3 separate regions of the Zea mays genome follow, and regions 1 and 2 are each linked to region 3. A link is a contact called in public Hi-C data. All regions are on one chromosome and are shown on one strand. The core of a region is the stretch at or near the end of the contact, and the rest is flanking DNA. Distances in the headings are between cores, read along the strand shown. Region 1 has its middle 31 kb from the start of LOC100283798. Region 2 holds the start of LOC100283798. Region 3 holds the start of LOC100280739 (HESB-like domain-containing protein 2).

The links. Hi-C and Micro-C count contacts between places; a contact is called where the count stands out from the background.
Region 1: a Hi-C map of ear shows a contact between it and region 3, with 4 times the contacts expected there. The contact joins the enhancer-like site here to the promoter of LOC100280739 in region 3. A contact is called at or near these places in 3 of 25 Hi-C or Micro-C datasets (ear, leaf and tassel).
Region 2: a Hi-C map of tassel shows a contact between it and region 3, with 3 times the contacts expected there. The contact joins the promoter of LOC100283798 here to the promoter of LOC100280739 in region 3. A contact is called at or near these places in 4 of 25 Hi-C or Micro-C datasets (ear, leaf, leaf mesophyll and 1 more).

What each region holds. Positions count from the first base shown.
Region 1 is chr8:8,015,119-8,018,000 of Zm-B73-REFERENCE-NAM-5.0, reverse strand. No RefSeq gene overlaps it. Among protein-coding and RNA genes, the nearest start is that of LOC100283798, 31 kb to the left of the region's middle. Within about 2 kb of position 1,615, at least 17 of the 20 cell types and tissues checked have an H3K27ac peak or open chromatin away from gene starts, as enhancers often do. A contact at or near this core is called in ear, leaf and tassel, where this site is marked.
Region 2 is chr8:8,045,855-8,048,554 of Zm-B73-REFERENCE-NAM-5.0, reverse strand. It overlaps LOC100283798, which reads right to left and starts at 1,449. Exons shown (of 3, transcript NM_001156697.2): 1 at 896-1,449. The coding sequence starts at 1,263.
Region 3 is chr8:7,840,667-7,843,528 of Zm-B73-REFERENCE-NAM-5.0, reverse strand. It overlaps LOC100280739 (HESB-like domain-containing protein 2), which reads left to right and starts at 1,386. Exons shown (of 4, transcript NM_001155722.1): 1 at 1,386-1,565; 2 at 1,761-2,003. The coding sequence starts at 1,823.

The DNA of each region.
Region 1 (2,882 bases), core at 366-2,865, 170 kb before region 3:
ACCGTTGGCTCGGCCACGCGTCGCGCGCGGATTACGCGGCCGACCGTTGGCCCACCGGACAGTCCGGTGCACACCGGACAGTCCGGTGAATTATAGCCGTACACCGTTAATTGCTTCCCGAGATCGACGACTTCGCCTGTGAATGACTCACCGGACAGTCTGGTGCACCACCGGACAGTCCGGTGATTTATAGCCGTACACCGCCGTCAAAGCCCGAGAGCAGCAAGTTCGCCAGAGCCAGTCTGGCGCACCGGACACTGTCCGGTGCGTCACCGGAGAGTCCGGTGCACCCAGACTGCGCAGACTCTTAGCTGCTTAGCCAAGTCTTTTCCAAATTGGTCTTTTTCTGTTTCTAGCACTTAGACACAAGATGTTAGTCTCCAAAACAATGTACTAAGTCTTAGAAACATACCTTTAGACTTGATTTGCACTTTGTCCATCACTTTGCATAGATTATCACAAATCCACTTGTGTTGGCACTCAATCACCAAAATACTTTGAAAGGGAAATGTGCCCTTGGGCCATTTCTAGAAAAGACTGCTTAGTCCTCGATTGCTTGCCTTACGGTCAACCGTAAATGTCAGAGGCGTGAATGTAATTTTGTCCAGGCTGCATCCTGTGCCCAGGGGCGAAGCTACACTATAGGTAGCGGATGCAAATGCACCCCAAAAAACACAAAATCTATAGAATTGGTTAAAATTTCACCATATAGGCACCCATAAAATAAATTCCTATGCATCCACAAGTCAAATGCACCACCCTCAATTTTGCTCTAGCTTCGCCACTGCATGTGCCTATAAATAGATGAACAGTAACACCGTACTGTTCACGCTGAATTGTAATTACTCTTACGTCACGCCCGACTTTTCGCCTTCTGTCAAGCCGAAGATACAAATGTAATATAATTATTATTGATGTCTATTCATGTTTATAAAATAAGAATATAAATAATCTAATGATTTGGAATAATTATTTATATTCTTTTTGTGTTTCATATATCTATGTTACGTCTTTGCTCACTGAAATGATGAAGGTATATCCTTCATGACCTTCGTTTGAAGATCATTATATCTTAAGGGAAATAATGTTTCGAAAGACGAAGGTCTCTAATCGTTAACAATTGTGTTGCTTTGTTTTTAGTACGTAGCATCCGATAACAAGGACCAACAATATCGGATGGCTAACTGTGACGACAGCCAGATTCCTAAAGTAGCCTCCGGGCTCCGGCAGAGGTGGGCGTCGTCGGCCGTCGGGCTGCTTCACGTCTGCCAACTTGGGTTTGTAGTGGGACTTTGAGATGGGCTTGGATTGGGCTACTGGGCTGAGCTGAAGACGAGTTGGGTTAACCTGCTCCTTGTGTTTGTGGCCTACAACGGCCCAGAAGGACTATTTATTTATTCATTCACGAAAGCCGGAAGTACACGAGCTTAACGCGGCAAGGTCATAACATGAGTGTGTAGGATGAACAAAGTTTTACCGGTCCAAACTTGTATAGTAGGTCCACGTTTATTTGTTCGTAAAAGCAATGTGAGGGTGAAAGGCGCTAGTATCTTTCCACACCTACAAGTTAACATTATACATTAGCCTCATGTGATCATAGATGCCATGGTACGGATGTGCCGTGGCGTGTCGCTTTCGCTCACCATCACCATCTGCACACCACCATCTATATATATGAACAATCTAGGCCCTACTTGTTTCAGGGGCTTCTTTGGAACATAAGAATTGAAATATATAGAAACAAGAAAAATGTAGGAACGATATAGAACTACACGTGTAAAATAGATGGTTGAAAAATGTAGTAGTATTGAGTGGAAGGTTGTTTGGTTGAGTCAAAGGATTGAAGAAAAGAGCTTTGACTGGATATTTGTTTTTCTACGGTTTTTTTTATCAGAAACATATGACAAAGAAGTCTTTCCTCCAAATTTCCTTAGGCTCAATCCTACGAACCACAGGATGCTACAATGACAGTTCCTATGAAAATCCAAATACTGTATTTTTTCTATGAAATTACCTTGATCCAAAGGAGCCCTAGATGCATATCGTGGCCGCCAGAAATTGCTAAGGACCGGCAAACATAGGACTGGAAAAAAAACTCGAGGCTCGCAAGTCAGCTCGTCCACGCTTAGTCTAAGCTCGGAGAGGCTCGCGAGCTTGAGCGAGTCTAAGTCGAGCATACTTTTGTGGCTCGCTCAAAAAGCGAGTCGAGCCGAGTTTGAGCAAGCTCGAGCCGACTCGCGAGTCAACCTAATGACATGATGCTATTTTGTTACATTATTACACTATTATGTTACCAATTTTTTTTCTTATTTTTATGTTTCAATGCTAGATATAGTTTTAAAAATTTGTTGGATTTTTTTATATATTTATTATTTTATATATAATAAAAATATACAATTTATGTTCTAAACGAGACTTAGTGTAGCGGCTCGCGAACCGGCTCGAGCCTGAACGAGTCCATGCCAAGCCTAATCGTCGAGCCCGTAATGTGAACGAGCCAAGTCGAGCCTGGCTCTAGCCAAACGTCTAACTTTTCAGCTCGTTTCTATGAGAATTGTTTTGGTGAAAATCGTCCAAAGTCAACGTGAGCACACAATCGGTCAAGTCGTCTTACTTCCTAGATCCTAAACTCTATGGCGAAAGGGCCTCTAACCTAGTGGTTAAGGATTTCGAGTAGCACCTCCAAGTATCTGGTTCGATTCCCCTCGAGAGCGATTTTTCGGGCTTGGTTAAAAAAATCCCTTCGTAATGTCTCATCCCCTCTCGGGTTACGATATCTTGTACACCACTCTTCCGTTGGGTCGTTGCAGAGTGGACGGTTGACATCGACCCGTTAATGATGGGAGACCAGGGTTTGGAGATTTATCGGTCGTCTTCTTAAT
Region 2 (2,700 bases), core at 200-2,699, 200 kb before region 3:
AATGATAGATGAAGGTTGATTTCAAGGAAGAAAGCCACTGAGTCCCAATATCTATCTATTTTTTGGCGGCACTACACCATCGGAGGCGTTTATTTTTCCATATCATCCACTGGAATCACAAAACATATATGGTGCAATTGGAGGGACACAACATGCCTTGAGTAGGTTCATTCAGAAATTTGGCTGTGGTTTGGGAGATAATTCAGAAATTCACAGGTTACACAGCTTGGTTGGGTCACTGGAGGATATGAAATCAATAGTTCAGCATTAATCCACACATATCGACAATGATTTAGTCCCTAATTCCATGGGACCTTAGTCAGGTGATGCACAAGCTTCCTAACACAGAAATGTAACAAGTTTGTGATTTTGCAGCCATATTATTTTCTTGCTAAAGAAATATATGGAAATATCCTGTACTTTGACAGGTAGTTTGCCATCTGGAACTTTTCACTAGCTATTTATGAAATTATTATGATCGATCAGAACAGAATGGACTGCACAACTGCTATGTTTCTTATTGGTGATGGATTCGTGGACAAAACAACGAGAACATCAGCTTGCCACAATCGGTAGACCTCTGTGCAAAACATACAACTTACCGCAGGGAGGGGTCAGGAGTAGCTGAGCAGGAGTACTTCGAAAGTGAAGGCAGATCCGTAAGTGGTTTCCGAAATGCAAATTGACTTGGCTGAGTCTAGGACGGCGAGAAGTAAACTAGCAGGCCCGATACGATCGCCGCGTTCCAGTAGGTAAATACATACAAGCATAACACGGGAGCGAATCACCCCAGCCGACCGGAGATAGTAAGAAGGCCAGACGGATCTGGCGAGGCGAAGAGACGGATCTGGCGAGGCGAAGAGACAGATCTGGGGGCGAGGACGAGAGATCTAACCAGAACTTGAACTCGGGGAGGCGCCTGATGAATGGCTTGAACTCGTCGGACCCCCGGGTGGGCAGCGCCGGCCCCTCGGAGGCGGCGGAAGGGTCGAGCTCGGGGTCGACCATGGGGGAGAGGAAACCGATGAGGAGGTTGAGAAGGTAGATCCCGAGCCCGTAGGTGACGATGTAGAAGCCCTGCACCATGTAAACCCGCAGCGCGTAGATGGCCGCGGCGGCGAGCGTGCCGAGCCACCGCCCCGTGGCGTGAGGCGTCGAGCGGTCCAGGTAGTACTGGAACGCCCGCGACGCGTCGCTCCGCCACTTGGCCGCCGCGGCCACGGCGCCGCCGGCGCCGGCGCCGGACGAGTCGCCGCCCTCCATCGGCGACGAGGTGAGGGACGAGGAGACTTGGTCCGGCTCGGCTCTTCCGGTAGCCAGCGCCGTTTACTTGCAGCTCAGCGTACGCTCGGTTGTCAGGACTTGGAACGGGACGGGCGTCGCATCACCGTTGCCGAGGGTTTTTGGATGGGAACGTACATGTGCAAACTAGAGCAATGGGTCAAGTTCGGATCTTGTGGAGCAAAAAACTATCAAAACTCGCATATGATTGTATCTACGGGTGTAATTCTAAACCCGTATTAGTCGAGTTTCGGCTGGGTTTCAGATTACTTGCGGGTTTTAACGAGTGTATGATTTTAAACAATAATTCAGCAATAAACGATTAAGTAGAAGCAATAGTTGAGTTATATGTATGAATTTAAGATTTTTCACGTTGAGTAGAAACAAATCATTTCATGAATCATTAGCCAAGTTATTTATTTAAATAGTTATTATTGTTTCTTAATTATTTTTGTGTAAAATAAAGAATGAACAAAATTTCAAGTCGGGTGCTGATCACCCGCGTTGAAATAGAAAACTGTACCTACACCCGCGAAACTTTGGATTTGGTGCGGGTTGAACCGAGTTGGCTCATTAACGAACCGAACTAAGATGTTAGCTCAGCTCGTGAAAAAATTAAACAAAGCGATCTGAGCCAAGTCTAGGCCCAGCTGACCATGAACAGAGCGAGCCGATGAACCATGAGCATTTCGTCCAGTTCAAGCAGTAGGTGATGGAAGATCCTTTCTCCTGTGGACGGATGTCTGGAACAACTGCCATATGGCCTTTGAGTTTCCCGACCTTTTTACCTACGCCCAAAATCCGAGCTGCACCCTTCAGCAATATCTTGCAAACCCATATGTTCACGAGGTGTTTCACACGTCTCTCTCTCTTCGCAGACTAGTGAAGAATATTTTATGTTCTAGAATAAAGTCCATGCCATATCTAGCACGATGAATGAGATCGACGAATGGTTGATTGGGGCAAGGGGTGGAATTGTACCTTTCTGTATTGGGAAGGTCTACAGTTTTCCTTTTTAGTGCATTACCCCATCCTCTTTCATTTGGAATTGAAAATCCAAGGTGTGCAAGAAAATCAAAATCTTCATATGGCTTTTATTGAGGGACAGGCTTATCTCAAGAAATATGCTTAAAAGAATAAATTGTCCGTTGGAAGGTGGTGATTTTTGTTGTGTCATGTGCCCACTTCAGTGTGAAGAAACACAACATATCACCTTTTATTTCAGTGTCCCTTCAGCAAACCTGTTGGGATCACCTGAGGATGCCTTAGAATCACTCAGATAGCTTATTTCAAATGTTGCATATTGCTCGTGATTCGTTTGGATTTACGTTCTTCGTGGAAGTTTTCTCGTTGGCTGCTTGGGAGATTTTGAAGGAAAGAAATGGCAAGATTTTCATAGGAGAAGCACCATCCTTCAAT
Region 3 (2,862 bases), core at 137-2,636:
TAGTGCTGGCCACAGCGGAGAGCGAGTGAACGGCGGAACCTTTCCTCCGACGACAAATTCACACCAACCCGGCCACGAAACTTGTGTGGCGAGACCACGGACACCGACAGAGTGTTGAGGCGAAGCTCCCTGAATGGCTTGGGGTAGCCCGACGTCGGCGGTCACGTGCTTCAGCGACGGCGGAAACTGCGGCAACGACGGTTCTCTGTCTCTATTCTCCTAGGGCACGACTAGCTCTGGGTTTGGGGGGGGGGGGGTCGCAGCGCCACGGGTTTTATATGCGCCAACCCCGAAGTTCGAGCAGGAGGGGGAAATGACTCCGCGAGATCCCCGTAGGATCCAGCGGCGCGGCGCGGTCCCGTCGGGAGGTAGTTGACGACTTCTGAGCAAGAGGGCCACCAACCAGCGAGACACGAGCTTCCGTATCAACACTGGTGGGAGGCTGGGGGATGGGCCAGGTGCGTAAGTGACTCGGCATGGCTGAGATCCCGTTTTGCTGACGGGTGGGACCCTGTTGTCAGTGTGTGTCGCGTAGCAAAAGGTGGGGAGGACGGAGTGGGCCGCGATGGTATGCCAAGTTGGGCCCTGGGATGAGGAAGCCGACCCAACCGAAGGTAAGCTTTTTCTTTATTCTTTCTTTATTCTTTTTCTTCAAAATTCCAAATTTAAAGGTTCAAACCAAATTTTAAATTCCTATTTTGCACTTTCAATTTTCCCCAAGTGCCAAAATTAATAATAATGTGATTATAACCTCTAATATTATTTATTTAGTATTTTCCTTGTTATGTACTTATGGGAGGAATGAATGGTTGCATTAGAATTCCTTTTCTCATTTTTTCATTTTATGTCTTTATTTAAAATTGGAGGTCTAATTTAAGGTATGGTTTTGATAAAGTGCGTCACACAAAATTATAAACAAGAGATTCATCCTTCTTTGTTTGTTTACTGGTTGCTCCACCTCCACTACTTCAATATTATTGATAGATTATAATAAGGAAGGATCCTAATGAAATTTTCAAAGGTTTCAACAATTCCCAAATTACCATGATAAATATATTTCTTTATTTATTCTACTATTATTATTATATATTTTTTATCAATTTTGGGCTTTACATCCATAAGTGTAGGATCGAGTGAAAAAAGTTTTCCTTTTACATTTTCTTATGGCCTGACCCGAGCACAATATTGGGCTAACTTTGTTGGCTCGCGCCCAACTGACGGCCGTGTTGGATCGGGCTTTTTATTGGGTTAGGTTGGTCCTGGGCCACTAGGGAGCCGAAGGAAAAGCTCGGCCGGTCGGGCGGGCGGGCCTCGGGGGAGCCGGTGGAATTCGACGACGAAACTCCGTCACGTCATTCCTATGCGCCTCCCGTCTGGCCGTCTTCCAGACGTCTCCAATCGGAGCTCCCAGCGTCTCGGAGAAGAGGAGCAGCACGGCACGGCAGCTGTGGCGAGGAAGGCTCTTGTCCTGTCCCATCCCAACCCAGCAGCCGTCCAAGGAGGAGGAGATCCAATCGGCGTGCAGGCGTCCACCGTCCATCCATCGATCCAATTCCAATCTGCAGGTGAGCAGCTCGTTGAGATTCCCAATCAACAGCTCGAATCGCCTGCTCTCCCATCCTATTGAATGAAACTATGGTATAGAATTGGTTTGCCTAGTTATTATCTCGAATTAATTTGTAAAGATCTCCACTTTGGTTCGATTTGATTGTTTCTTCAACTAGTGGCATATTGTTCTGCTTCTTACGTGATTCCATTAGGCCTCTGCGTCGCGGCTTGTTCGTGGAGGAGAGGTTGCTGTGGAACCCGCCGCCAGTTAGCCATGTCGTCCTCCGTGCTGAGGGCTGCGGCCGACAGGGCTATTCGCAGGCAGGCCCTCACGCTGACGGACGCCGCGGCGTCCAGGATCCGGCAGCTCCTCAGCCTCAGGCAGCGGCCATTCCTGCGGCTCGGCGTCAAAGCGCGTGGTTGCAACGGCCTCTCGTACACGCTCAACTATGCCGGTATACTTACCGCTTCCTTATTGCACGGATCAACTTCCTGCACCAGTTTTCCATTGTTTCACATTAACAACATCCGATTTCATCCACAACAGAAAGAGAGGGAAATGGATAAAGTGATAAGCTTATGTTATGTTACACATCTTGCTTAATACTGCCCCGGTCATCTAATATGCAGAATTATGTATAATATCCTTCATTGCGAATTGTTACTTCTGTTGGATCATGATGATTTCAGTTCAGTCATATACCATGTTTGTGTTCTTACCATTTCGCTTTTATTTTCGTTACTGTTCAGTTGTATGTCGGTGTGCCAGTTTAATTACCAGAATATTCACAATACCCTTTGATGGATCTATAAGTGGATCAAAGGGGGGCTAAATAATTGGAAGGTAGAAAATTTATGAGTCATAAACTAAATAAACAACTTAATAGATGTAATGATGAATAGAAATAATAGGATACATTTAAAATGATCGGGGTGACATATAACATAGTGTTTCTTGTGGACAAAAAGCACTTTAGTATTTTTTTATCTTCCATGGATGTAAACAAATGTCACTCTATGTAGCAATTTAGAATCAATTATTCATGCCAAAAAATTGGAATTGGCAATCAAAGTGGGATGAACATGAACTGAAGTTCTAGACCATAGAACATCCTGTACCTCATTGGCTCACTGCAGCAGCTAGCATACCAACAGATGGGGGATGAGAGCGGCGGTCGCCTGGCCGGCTAGACACCTGCCCGACGCCACCTAGGGATGTTATTCCCTTTGAAAGGTGATCAGCTGGGCGCCTGCTACCTGACCGTCTGGTGCCATCGCTCCCCTTAGTGCTGGGGGTCTCTGGCCATGTCCTTG